Regions from separate parts of the Urocitellus parryii genome. Here region 1 is linked to region 2. Evidence: chromatin contacts called from public Hi-C data. All regions are on one chromosome and are shown on one strand. Each heading gives the region's core, a stretch centred on a gene start, on an enhancer-like site or on the middle of the called end of the contact. The rest is flanking DNA. Distances are from core to core; before and after follow the strand shown.

Region 1 (6,491 bases), core at 3,553-6,052, 350 kb before region 2:
TGTATTGCTAATGTTATTGGTATAAAATTTCAAAATGTTTCATTGTCTTTTTTTTTGTGTGGTGCTGGGGATTGACCCCAGGGCCTTGTAAGAATGCTAGGCAGTCCCCCTCATTGTCTTTTAATATTTGTAGTATCTGTAATTATGTCTCCTGTTCTTATCAATAACTTTGAATAGGATTTTAGATTTTCAAAAGAATCATGCTTTGATTTTTACAATTTTCTCTATTGGAATTCTATTATCAATTTCCGTGACTTCTACTTTTATCCCCTTTAACCTACTTTGTGTTTGATTCTTATTTTAAGTTTCTTAAAATGAAAGTGCAGATCATTGATTTCATATCTCTATTGTTTTCTCATATGAAAAACTTAAGTAGTAGATTTCCTTTTAAGCATCACTTTCAGTGATTTCTAAAAAAAATTTTATGTATTGAGTTTCATTATCATTCAATAAAATATTTCCTAATTTTGCTAGTGACTTTATTTTTGGTTTATGGATTATTTAGAAGTATTTTGCTTAATGTGTAAATATTTTGGAATTTTCCAGATATAGTTCTATTTTTTATTTTAACTCCATTGTGGTGAGACAACATGCTTGCATAATTTCAATTACTTTAAATTTATTGAAACTCATCTTGTAAGCTAAAATATTTTTCTTAGTGAATGTTCCATATAAGCTTGAGAAGAATGTATGTTGCTAGGTAGCATTATATATATATATATATATATATATAATTTATGTTAATTTGGTTGACAGGATGGGTATTTTTAAGTTTTTTATGTTAGTAATGACGGTTCTGTCTTCATTATCAATTACTGAGAGTGAAGTGTGAAAATTTCCAGCTATAACTTTATATTGATTTTTTTTTTGTGTGTGTGTGTGTGTGTATGGTCTTGGGTACTGAACCCAGGGCCTTGTGCATGCAAGGCAAGAACTCCACCACCTGAGCTATATCCCCAGCACAACAATTTTATATAGTTTTAATACTAATTGCAATTATATTATTAATTAATTGGATAATGAGCTTTGGCTCACTCGAGTTTTGTTTCTTTTCTTTCTTTCTTTCTTTCTTTCTTTCTTTCTTTCTTTCTTTCTTTCTTTCTTTCTTTCTTTTTTTTGGCTTTGTTAACCCTTACACTATGGCTAAAGTTGCTCTACAATGAAACAATACCGAAAAACTTCTTTCTGGATTTTTTACCTAAATACTGAGAGTTCATTGATATTTTTTTTCCCCATCTGCTTCGAACTCCAGTAACTCTTAGCAATGTGGGACCTTCAGAACCTCTCATTATATTGCAGTTGGCATGAACAGCTTTATATTTGGCCAAAGACTAATTGAAACATCAAGCTTATTTCTAGAGCTCCTTTCCTATGTAGCTTCTTCTTCTCCATTATTCCATCTCCATTATTCTATCCAGAACTTCTATCAGCCTCATATTACAATCTTAATTTCCTCCACACAAGACCTTTGGTCTGTCTTGTGTTCATTTCTTTGAGAAAGCTGAGATGAGTGTGCACTACCCATCCAGTACCTGAAAAGATGCTTTTTTCCAGCTTTACAGTTGATAGTTAGGAAATGAAAAGTGTGATACACCTCTTCCATCAGGCCATACCTGGAAGCAAGCTGTAGGAAGAAGCGGTTCCCATATGTCCTTTTGTGATTGTCATTCTCCTAAGTACAAAGGAATTGGATCCAGCCCATGACACCAAAGAATAATAAACATACAACATAATACGTAGATGGTAAAATGAGAGGTGCATGTTAAAAGTCCGGTTGGCTGCACTCATTCATGTGACAGCACTTCTTGAATGACCCTTTTGGCAAGCACAGCTCCAAATTTTGGGTACGTGAGAATTAAAAACATATATTCGCATATCTCAGATTTTACTGGGGCACCTCAGCCAACTGAAGTTGAGAGGAAGGGGGGCTTTCGATGATAATTTCCAGAAAGAATTTCAATTTGAACCAGCTTTGGTCCAACTGGACAGAAAGAAGAAAGCCAGGAATCAGCATGATCCATTGTCATTTTTGATGAATATGCAGAATTATAAAGGTTCACCAAATAGAAAATAATAGAATTATGGAATAATTGAAAGGCCTCCCTATAATCTTAATAGGGAAAATTACAGATTTTTAAGGCGGGAGAAACAGCAAGATGAAATTTAAAAATAGTCTCACAATTATTCAGAAATATAGAATGAACTGCTGTATACATATAGGATATCAAAATCATAATAAAGAAATATCAAGAGTAAAAGTACAGAGAATAGTGATTCTCAGGATTTCTTAACTCATCCAAACATTGATTCTCTGGAAAGTGTTTTTTAGTGATAAAGTACAATGGAGTTGATTGTGACACTTGGCACAAACAGAGATTCAGTTTTCTCAGAAGTATAATCTGTGAGAGAGATAAGATGGGCACTCTATCTGCACAAGTTTGGTATTGGTATAAAAATAATTTGATTGTAGTCATCAAAGCTGAGAGGATTTACTGTTAATGCTTAATTTCTTTGTTAGAGCAGGGACATAAATTTAGGGCTCAGACATAAACTTAGGGCTCAAAATTTAACAGATAAAATTTAAATTTAGCTTAAACTTAATAGATTTAATACTAATTTAGATCCTATGACTATTCAGCATAGGGAAATAAGAAATTAGAAAAAAATTCTGATAAATTTTGGCTTATCTTCTTCAATTATAGAACATGTGATTCAATTTTTCTCATATGAAATACAATTTTGAATTTGTCTTTTAACTTGATTTTATTTTAAACCCAATTACTTTCTAAGACTGGAAATTTGAATGTTTACCTGAAAAAGATGCAATCCATATATAAGACAAACCACACAGACATTGAAAATAAGACCCCAAAGTATCTATCTGCTTCAGGGTAAAAACGACTAAGAATTTTGAAATGGAATTGAAATTTCACAATATTGTTTGCCATAAAAACAAGAGCTGAAGTTATCTCCTCTTCTTGGCAATTAGAAAGAATTAGGGGTCTGGAATGAGAGCTAAAGGGAAAGCACTTATTTTGAGCTTTCAGAATACAGGTGGGATTGGAAGAATGGAGGGGGGAAGGAGAAGGCTCAGTGAAGGTGGTGGCTGATAAACCAGACCCTGAAGAACAGACAGGATTGACTTTAGGAAAGAAACTTCTCTTTTTGCAGGAGGAGGATGGAAGACCAATGTTGAGGTAGAAAAGTTGGGACCTGGGAAAGAAATATGAACAAGATTGGTGTATAGTTAGGATTGGAGTGAGGATAGATCATAAATAACTTTCAATAAGGTCTTCATCCTCTAGGACAGTGGCTTTGGAATTTTATTGACTATGACTCATGATAAGAAATAATTTCCCCCATATAGGCATATATATACATATATACACATACACACAAGTATGTACAATTGCCCAAATAAAGCAAAGATGCTCTTCCTTCCCTCAAATACTTATTCCTTCCATATATTTAGCCTTATTACGTGCAATGTCCTCTGATACTTTTTATTCAAGTTTATCTGGTACTATTTCACTTAAGGATTATTCAGTGACCCACCAAAGGAATTCCACTTTCTGCATGAAAGTAAATAATGCTCTAGTGCAATTCACAAAAGTGAGTATAGGAATAGAATAGGGTTTTAAGGATATCAATTGTACGTGTTGCACAGGATAGACCAGAGAAGAAAAAGCAAGGAAACCCAGACTAATGATTATTGTGGTCATGAGGACAAATATTTTTTTTGCATCAATCAATGGCAAGTGAGCAAGGTCATTGTAAAACATACTGAGGAGAGATAATAGAATGATCTAAAGTGGTGAGAAGTAGAAATGAAGAAATGAATGTAAGGCAGGTGAAGGACCAATTAAGAATGTTTTTTTAAAAAGTCTATGCCTATTAATACCTATTTATGAAGAAATAGTGCATTATTCTTAAATCAAATTAAATCAGCTCTATGAAATAATTGCCTCAAAAGCTTTGAAATACCATAATCAACTCTCAGCTACTAAAAATTCAGCCAACTAGTAATAAAATGCAAAAATTCACATAGCCTTAGGAAAAAGAAAGAAACATATGCTGACTTCTACAATGTGCCAGGCATTAATATGTGTATTTTTCATTTAATCCTCACAACTTTATGAAACAAATATTAACCTTCTTATTCTACAGATAAGAAAACAGGTTCAAGAGGTTAAGTAGTTTGTTTATTTCTTTGTTTTTCCCCTCAAATGAAAGAGCTAGTCAGCTCAAAAAGACATCAGGACCCAGTCATATCTAGTTACAAGCTTGGACATAATTGATAGTGCAAAAATTCCAATTATGAAAAAAGTCTCCAATAATTTTTTAAAGAATCAGGTTTTTGTTTTTGTTTTTTCCCCAACAAATTTTATTTCAGTACACAGCACCACTCTTCAATCCAGCTTGTGATCTCAGAATAACTCTTTGCAGTTCACACTTGATTTTTTTTTTTTTACAGAAGAGAAAGATACATAATTCAAATGACAGGTAACGCTTTTAAAAAGAAACCTTTTATTTCGTTTTATAATTGCTAGCCGACCCTTAGCAGCCTCCTGCTATTGCGTGCGCACGCTCAGGTCTTACCCGCCAGCAGGGGGCGGGCCACGATTTCTGTCTCCTGCTGCTGTGCTCTGCGTCCCCTCTTCTTTGAACTTGTCACCTGGCTCTACCCTGGAGACGCTTCCTTAGCAACAGGTTGCCCTGAGCAACAGGAGGACGCGAGCCAGAGAGTCCGGTTCCTGGAGAGTTTCTAGCACCTGCTTGAGGTCCAAAGCGCGGGCGAGCCATGTCTGAGATCCTCTGTCAGTGGCTCAACCAAGATTTGAAGCTGTCCCGGACCGTGAGTGAGTGCCCGTGGGCGAGGGCGAGCGGGCGCCCAGCGAGACTAGCTGGTGGAAGGTGGCGGGCGGGGCTCCAGCTGCGCAGGTGGGCACCTGCACCCTCTCAGCGCTCCGCCCCCTCTGCACTGTCCCAACCCTGTCCCCAGCTGCCCCACTGAACACCCCAGCTGGCCTTTTTACATACCCCACTCTGCTACTCCTGAATTTCCTATCAGCACGGTGGGCCCAACAACACAGTTTCTGACCTACTGTGTGTTTCTAAGCAATCAGAGGTAGTTTAGGGAAGGCTCCTATGCTGGTCTCAGCAGTCTAACCCTGACATTGCCTCCTTCACAACATCAGAAGCATGGTGTGCTGACAGGCCAATGGAATAGGAAATTCCGTGGATAAGTTAAAATGCCTTCTCTGAGTGTGTTTTCTCTATGTATAAATGGATCCAATCGGATTTTGCATATTTAACCTCTCATCAGGGGAAAGTGTATGTGCAATGGGTTAATGTGGAATAGTTAACATTTATCACTTTTGGAAATGTTAAGCTGCAAATTTACAAACTTAGCTATTTCTGGCTACTATTTGCTCTTCCCTAATTTACCAGCCTGATTTTATTCTAAACATGAAGTTACCAAAAAACAAACAAAACAAACTCCTAACCTCAAACAAACTCCTAACCTCAGAGGCAGTTATACACACCTCCAAACTCAGTAACAGTCAAATCATTCCAATACAGTATTACACGTCTCATCCTCTTTGTTGTTTATTTAGTGGGAATTCATTTTAAGGTGGTAGGTTTGTTTTTTTCCCCTTGGCAAGAAGGTTTTCAGTGCAATCACCTTCATTTTGTTTTCCCAGACGAACTCTTGCATCATTGTCAATTTGCTACCAGTGGGTTGTGATGCATGCTCAACCTTAGGTCACCTGTAGATTCCAATCTATGTAACCAAAGCTAATAATCTTCAGTGAGTTAGATTTAAACAGACCATTTTCCTAGAAAACAATGCTTAGATGTATACATTAATGAAATATTTTGGAAAACAAAAAGTTGATCAGTACAAAATTACACCTGGAATTCAAAAATTCAATTTATAATGAAAAATAAGCAAGTGAAATGTTACTGAAAGATTTGCTGAACTGGGGCTGGGGATGTGGCTCAAGCGGTAGCGCGCTCGCCTGGCATGCGTGCGGCCCGGGTTCGATCCTCAGCACCACATACCAACAAAGATGTTGTGTCCGCCGAGAACTAAAAAATAAATAAATATTAAAAAATTCTCTCTCTCTCTCTCTCTCTCTCTCTCTCTCTCTCTCTCTCTCTTCTCTCACTCTCTCTTTAAAAAAAAAAAAAAGATTTGCTGAACAATTCTTTAAGAGTCATCAGTTATGTTCAAGAATAAACACTGCCTCCTTAAAACAAAATTCCTGTGAACTCACCATAAGAGAAAACGAGCATGAGAATATCATAACTGAATATTCTCGAACCATAAATAAGATACCTTCAAATTCCATGTACTATACAAGTCAGAGTCTTTGTAAGGATGGGTATACAAAACAGCCTATATTATATTGGATTCTGGATATGGATATATTTTAAATTGTAAATACTCTTTTCACACATATTTTAAATTATTCTGTCATTTTAGA
Region 2 (6,366 bases), core at 656-3,155:
AGGGGAAGCTCTGTTTGCAAGAAGGGATGATTAATTTTATTTTATTTTGAACAGTAACACAACTATTAAAGATACTCAGTAGGTAACTGGCTAGTTAACAAGGAAGAAGAAGAAGAAGAAGAAGAAGAAGAAGAAGAAGAAGAAGAAGAAGAAGAAGAAGAAGAAAAGAAGAAGAAGAAGAAGAAGGGGATATAAATTACGTGATGAGTTTGGAGCCCAGGAGAAGACTTGATGCTGAGAATGTGGAAGGAGCCAGAGTAAAGATGAGCTCAACTCCGGAGTGGGTGAGATGTATAGTGAATTAAAGATGCTGGCAAAAGAATCTTGGGTAACGTCTACATTTGTGTCATAATTGGGAATGACTGAGAAGGAAAACTGTTGGAAACCATCAGACTTTGAAGTCAAAAAAGCAAAGGTGCCAAAGTCATGATAGACTCATTCTGGTCTTAGTCAGAAGAAAGACTCCAGACCGAGTGGAAAGATTGTTCTAGGAGCCAACCCTTCACAGAAGAACGTGTCCTGGAGTTGGCGAATAGTAGAGCTTACCCTGAGGACATGCCCTTCAAAGGCAGGCTGGGGGTGGGGGTGGGGAAATGAGCAAAAGGAGGGAATATTTCCTGGGATCTGGGATCAGAGTGAAGGAGAGTGTCTACCTGTCAACAGACCCTAGTGCAGGGTGGAGGGAAGGAGCTGCCTCCATTGAGTTGAGGAGAGACTTAGAGAAGGCAGAGGCCAGTAAGAGAGGCCAGGGATGAGGTAACATCTGTTCACAGTGAAGGGCTGAAGAAAGTGCAGGGTGTAATGGCACCAACAGGTGGAGAGGGCACCATTGGCAGGAAGGAGTGGACTGAATGATGGACCAGGAAGTAGAGGGTAAAGCAGGGTCCCTAAGGGGACTGCTCTGAGAAACAGGGAGAGGTTGAAGAGACACGGTACTGAAGGAAGAGGACTTGCCTTTGGACTGGGACCATGTGGTCACCCGGCTTCACATACCTGTAGCCTGGGCCTCTGATAGAGCTCCAAGTCTGAGACCTGGGATGGTTTAAGGTGATATCAGATGGACCTAAAGCCTTCCACAACCTCTGGATGCAGAGTTGGGTGTCTCTCCCACTGACTTTCTGTACTTCTCCAATATACAACTGCTCCCACCACCCAGGGCCCCATTTACATGACTCCATGGGAACCGGAGAAGCCTAGTTCACCGGGAATCGTCTGGCCCACAGCAGACTCTCAGTGTAGTTTGTTATAATGCACAGGGTCTGCCCTTAGGGGCTCACAGTCTCCTTTTGCCCTTGGGTTTCTCAGCCCTGAGGGTGACACACTACCAGAGAGTGTGAGGATTGGCTCAACAAGACAAAGACACCCATGGCAGACACCACAGGCAATCCCAGTGCCACTAGAGCTGAGAAAGACAAGACTGCCTGAGAACAGAACCCCAAATTCTATAATCACTGCCAAACCACTGTCCTTTCCTCCCTCTTCCAACCCAGCCGGTCCTATCCCAGTTTCAGGGAGCTCCTGTCTCATTGTCCTGCTCGGAGTCTGTGCTACCTGGCTGTGCCTCTCCCCTTACCTCGGGAGCCCTGCCCTCTTTCAGCTGCACCTGGGCCTTGCTGAATCTGGGATTAAGAACTAAAAATGGTCACAAGAGACCTGAGAGATCAACTCTTCCAAACTCTGCATTTCACAAGTAAGGGAATAACTCGGCCCAAGATCACGAAGCACTTCTAGCCTCACCTGGACCCCCCCAGCCTCTCCTGCATCCTACCTGCCAAGTCCTTTGATACCTGCAGAGCCCCTGGCCAGGCACTGCAGTCGGAGTCTCTCAATGGGATCCGTGGCCGTGGTGAGTTTCTTCTTGGACTGGATGGCCATCTCTCGGTCATGGCGTGCTGTCCCTGCCATCTGAGAGGAGAGTTCACAGCACATTAGCAGAGCTCCCCGCCGCACCACCTGCCTCTGGCTGAACAGGAGATAGCAATCTTGCTGAGAAGGAAATTTACAGCTCACTTTGCCATCAGATCTCCCAGGAATAGTCTCAAACCTCCTCCCAGAATTTCCAATTTTTAACCAAGCGGACTGTGTGCCTGGCATATTTATTACTTACTGGACCGTGTCCCGAGGCCATCTGCTTTCCCCAGCTCAACAATGAATACAAAGCCATTTTCTCATTCTGAAGCCCTCCTCCCTCCATAAAAAGTCCAAGTTCTCCTTCTCCACCCTCTTTTAGAAACAACCACGTATCCTATGTCATTTTATTTAGATTTCTCCATATTCCCTCACTCCACGTTTAATTAAGAGTCTCCTCTTTGGTCTAAACACTGATTTTCATTGCTTCTGTCTTCCCTGAGATTCTCAACACTAGGGCCCTGATGATTCTTACCAGCAATCAGTGTGTTCTCCTTGATTAGCAGGTATGTGCCCATTAACAAGGTTCTTTTGTTGGGGGAGGGGGTCCCAGGGAGTAAACTCAGGGCCACATCCCCGGCCCTATTTTTGTATTTTATTTAGAGACAGGGTCTCACTAAGTTGCTTAGCATCTTGCTTTTGTTGAGGCTGGCTTTGAACTCACGATCGACCTTTCTCAGCCTCCCAAGCTGCTGGAGGCACCACCACACCCAGCAACAGGGTTCTTAAGACAGAAATATTTTAAACAGGGTTGGGGCTGGGGCTCAGAGGTAGCGCACTTGCCTGGCATGTGTGAAGCACTGAGTTTAATTCTCAACACCACATATAAATAAATAAATAAAGGTCTATCAACAACTTAAAAAAAATCTATATTTACTATCTCTCAGCTGACACACATACAAAAAGATATCGTTTTCTCCAGCTTGGCTTTTGTGATTTGAGTTTTCAGAACAGGAGGGAAGGGTGGTGTGGTGAACTGATTCCTCCTTTCAGTTCTCAGAACTTCCACAGTGGTGGAAAGAGCACTGGGCACCGGGAGCCTGGGGACTCAGGTCCCAGTCCCACCTCTCCACTGCCATCCCGACCCACCCCCTGACATCAGAGCCCATCTCAAAGCCTCCACTGTCTCCTTCTCAGTTGGCTTAGATGATCTTTAAACTTCATTCCGACTCCAAAAACCAGTAATCTCCATGAGTCCACTCACCCAGTGGATGGAAGATTCTAGAAGCTACCTTACGTTGAGCTCCAAATAAAAAGAGCAAGAGGGTAGGAAGAATGGCATTCAGTGCACACAAGACAATAAATGGTGCTCTACCCTTGACTTCAGGGCTCCCTGGCTGTCCAAATTCTGGCACTTGCCTTGAGGACCGTGTAAGGACAGAATTATTTTTATCAAAGATGGCAGCCCTGGGGATTGGGCCCTCCCCTGTACCAACTGTTTTCCTATCACACCCTGAAAGGTCTCCCTATAAAGTATTCAGTATTTAACTTTCAGGAAAGGGAATCTCAAACCGAAAACTGAGGCTCGACTAGACAACACAGAGGAGCACACACTGAACTCACCCCATCTCCAGTAGCCTCCTTCCAGCTGATGAACAGGATCCCTTCTTCCTGCCCTCCCTCCTGATTTCCATCATGTAGCTCAAGATGGGAGTGCTTCACTCAGTTTTCTTGGACTCTGGGCCAGCCCACAGAAGTTCCAGCTGCTTTACTTACTCCATATTTGTAAGAAATTGTTACACCTAAGGCTAGGCAGGGTCTCCCTTTGCTTGGTGCCGCACCGAAGCAGAGATTCCCCGGAATTCCAGATGGTGGCGCCCACTGCCCCCACAGACCCCATCTCCGTCCACGGCAGGTGAAGGTACCTGTCCCCCTGAACACCTGCTGCCCTCGCGGTCGCCCCACTGGCGGCATGAACCTTCTCAACACTGGCTTTGTCTCTTACCATTTTTTCACCTGACCTCGGGCTGACATTCCTAGAGCTTGTCCTGGCTTCCAGTCCTAACTCCATGCCCACAGAATTCCTCATCCACCACCAGATTCTGGTGTCCCCTACAAGACCACCCCACCTCATCTCGCTGCTTCCTGCTCCCCACCCACCCTTGAGTCGCCATTTCCTCGCCCTGGCCACATTCTTTCCGTGGAGCTTGTTCCAGCCTTCCCAACTTCCAGGCTGCAGAGGCAGGAACTGGGGTGGGTGGGCAGCATGCCCTCTTCATCCTCTGAACCCCCTCAGAGGCTGGCTCCTTCCAGGAGCACCTGCTGCCCCCCCACCTTGTCCCAAGGGCTGCCCCACCCCCTACTCCCCTCCTCCTGTCCTCTGACCTCTCCTCCCCCTTCTCCACTCTCCTTGCTGTCCTACTTCCACACAGTCCATGACAGGAAGCAAGGAACAAAGAGAGACCTCAACTGAAAGCCAACAGTGGGGAGACAGGAAGATCTGGTGTTTAAGGGATTTTGCAAGTGGAGTGCTCCTTGCAAACCTTTGGGAAAATATTAAAAGCATCAAATTCTAACAGTTCTTGTGCCCCCACCAGATGGTAAGCATGTATTCATTCCTCACAAAACCCATGAACTGATCTGAAAACAGGGATACCCAAGTCTGTGGCAACATTATTCACAAGAGCCAGAAGGTAAAAACAATCCAAGTGTCCACCTATGGATGGACAAACTGTGGCATATCCACACAATGGAATATCATTCAGCCATTAAAAAGGAATGAGGTCTTGGTATATACCACAATGTGTATGAATCTTGACTACATTATACCAACTGAAAAAAGCTGTACAAAAACAGGAGTCACATATTATATGATTCCACTTGTGTGAAATATCCAGAAAAGGCAAATTCAGAAGACAGAAAGCAAATTAGTGATTACAGGGAGCTGATACTGGGAGGGCAATGGGAAGTGCCTGCTTAATAAGCATGGGATTTCCTTTGGGGTGATGCAGATGCTTGGGAACTTCATATAGGTGGGTGATTGCACAACATTAGGATGGTGCTGAATATTTTAAGATGGCTAACTTTATGTTAAATGAATTTCATATCAACTTTAAAAACCCATGATCATTTGTTAATTAGCTAGATTTAGTCATTTCACAATCTATACATACTTCAATACATGATGCTGTACCTGGTAAACACATACAGCTGCATCTGTCAATTTAGAAGTAAGTAAATAAAAAAGTGTGCCTGGTACATACACATCTTGGCAAAAGAGCTAAGGGGGGGGGGGAAATGAAGTAGTTAGTACTATTTTTTGTATTTCACAAATAAATAGGGGTCCAAAGAAATCAGACACTTGCACAGAGCAGACAGCACTATGGATCACAGTGATTCGTGTAGTGTCAGGATTTAAGACTTTACAGATTATCTACAGCCACCTCCTTATTTTACAAAGTTGGAAGGTATGTTAGACCATTTTCTGTTGCTCTGCCAAAAGACCTGAAACCAGAACATTTATTTAAAAAAAAATTGAGGTTTATTTTGCTCACAGTTCTGAGGCTGGGAATTCCAGGGGACTGCACTGCTGACATCTAGTAAGGACCCTCCTGCTGTATCATAACATGGCTGAGGGCATCAGGAGCAACCCCAGAGCAAGTTCCTCTTCTTATAAAGCCACACTTGCCATCATGGAGGTCCCGCCCCATGACCTCATCTAATCTTATATATCAACAGCCCCATCTGCAAATTCCATTAACAACATATGAATTTGGGGGGGACACATTGAAACCAAGGTTGGAACCAAGAATTGGATTGGTAAATTGACTTGCCCCAAAGTCCTGGCCAACATCAAAATACCGAGCTTGATTCTCAAGCAGTGCTCTTTCTACTGCACCATGTTTGTGAAATAATATATACGAGGGTCAGAGTACAAGCAGATGGCCCTCTCTCAGAAGAAAGCAAGAACATCCAAGATCACAAGCCTCTCAGAGTCCAAACTGTCCTGTCATCGGAGGCTGATCCTACCCGGAGATGACACAGGCTTTCACCTCTGGAATCCAATTTGGCAAGCTCAGGGAAAAAACTGCGCTGGTACTTGATGGTACTTGAACTACCCACATCAGCTATCCCCGTTAATCACTTAGTCACCCAGTCCATCAACAAACAGCTAATATTTATTGTGTACTCTCTTCAAGGCACAGTACGGGGCCAGAAGGTAGGAGGTAAGGAATTACTCAAAGCTCTAAATAGCTTAGACTCTTAATAAGATGGAATTCTGAAGTCCTTATATTTACACACACACAAAAAAAAAAAAAAAAAAAAAAAAAAAAGTTTGTAAGAAGTGGATCTTTAAAGGAAGGCAGGATTGGGTAAGGTCTTGGGCAACACTCAACAATTTTCAAAGTTTGCATGAACGCACCAGGTGACAGGGCAAAAATCTGTCCTCAAACATAATATCAAGATGTCCCTGATTTCACAGTGCTGCTCAAAGTGTTCCTGACTCCAGGAGGCTCT

What was found. Hi-C and Micro-C count contacts between places; a contact is called where the count stands out from the background.
Region 1: a Hi-C map of liver shows a contact between it and region 2, with 2.7 times the contacts expected there. The contact joins the promoter of Spef2 here to the promoter of Capsl in region 2. A contact is called at or near these places in 2 of 2 Hi-C or Micro-C datasets (liver and muscle).

The regions. Positions count from the first base shown.
Region 1 is chr1:21,121,801-21,128,291 of mUroPar1.hap1, reverse strand. It overlaps Spef2 (sperm flagellar 2), which reads left to right and starts at 4,802. Exons shown (of 40, transcript XM_077795544.1): 1 at 4,802-4,859. The coding sequence starts at 4,802.
Region 2 is chr1:20,771,279-20,777,644 of mUroPar1.hap1, reverse strand. Capsl (calcyphosine like) reads right to left here and starts at 1,905. Exons shown (of 3, transcript XM_077795534.1): 1 at 1,769-1,905. The coding sequence starts at 1,905.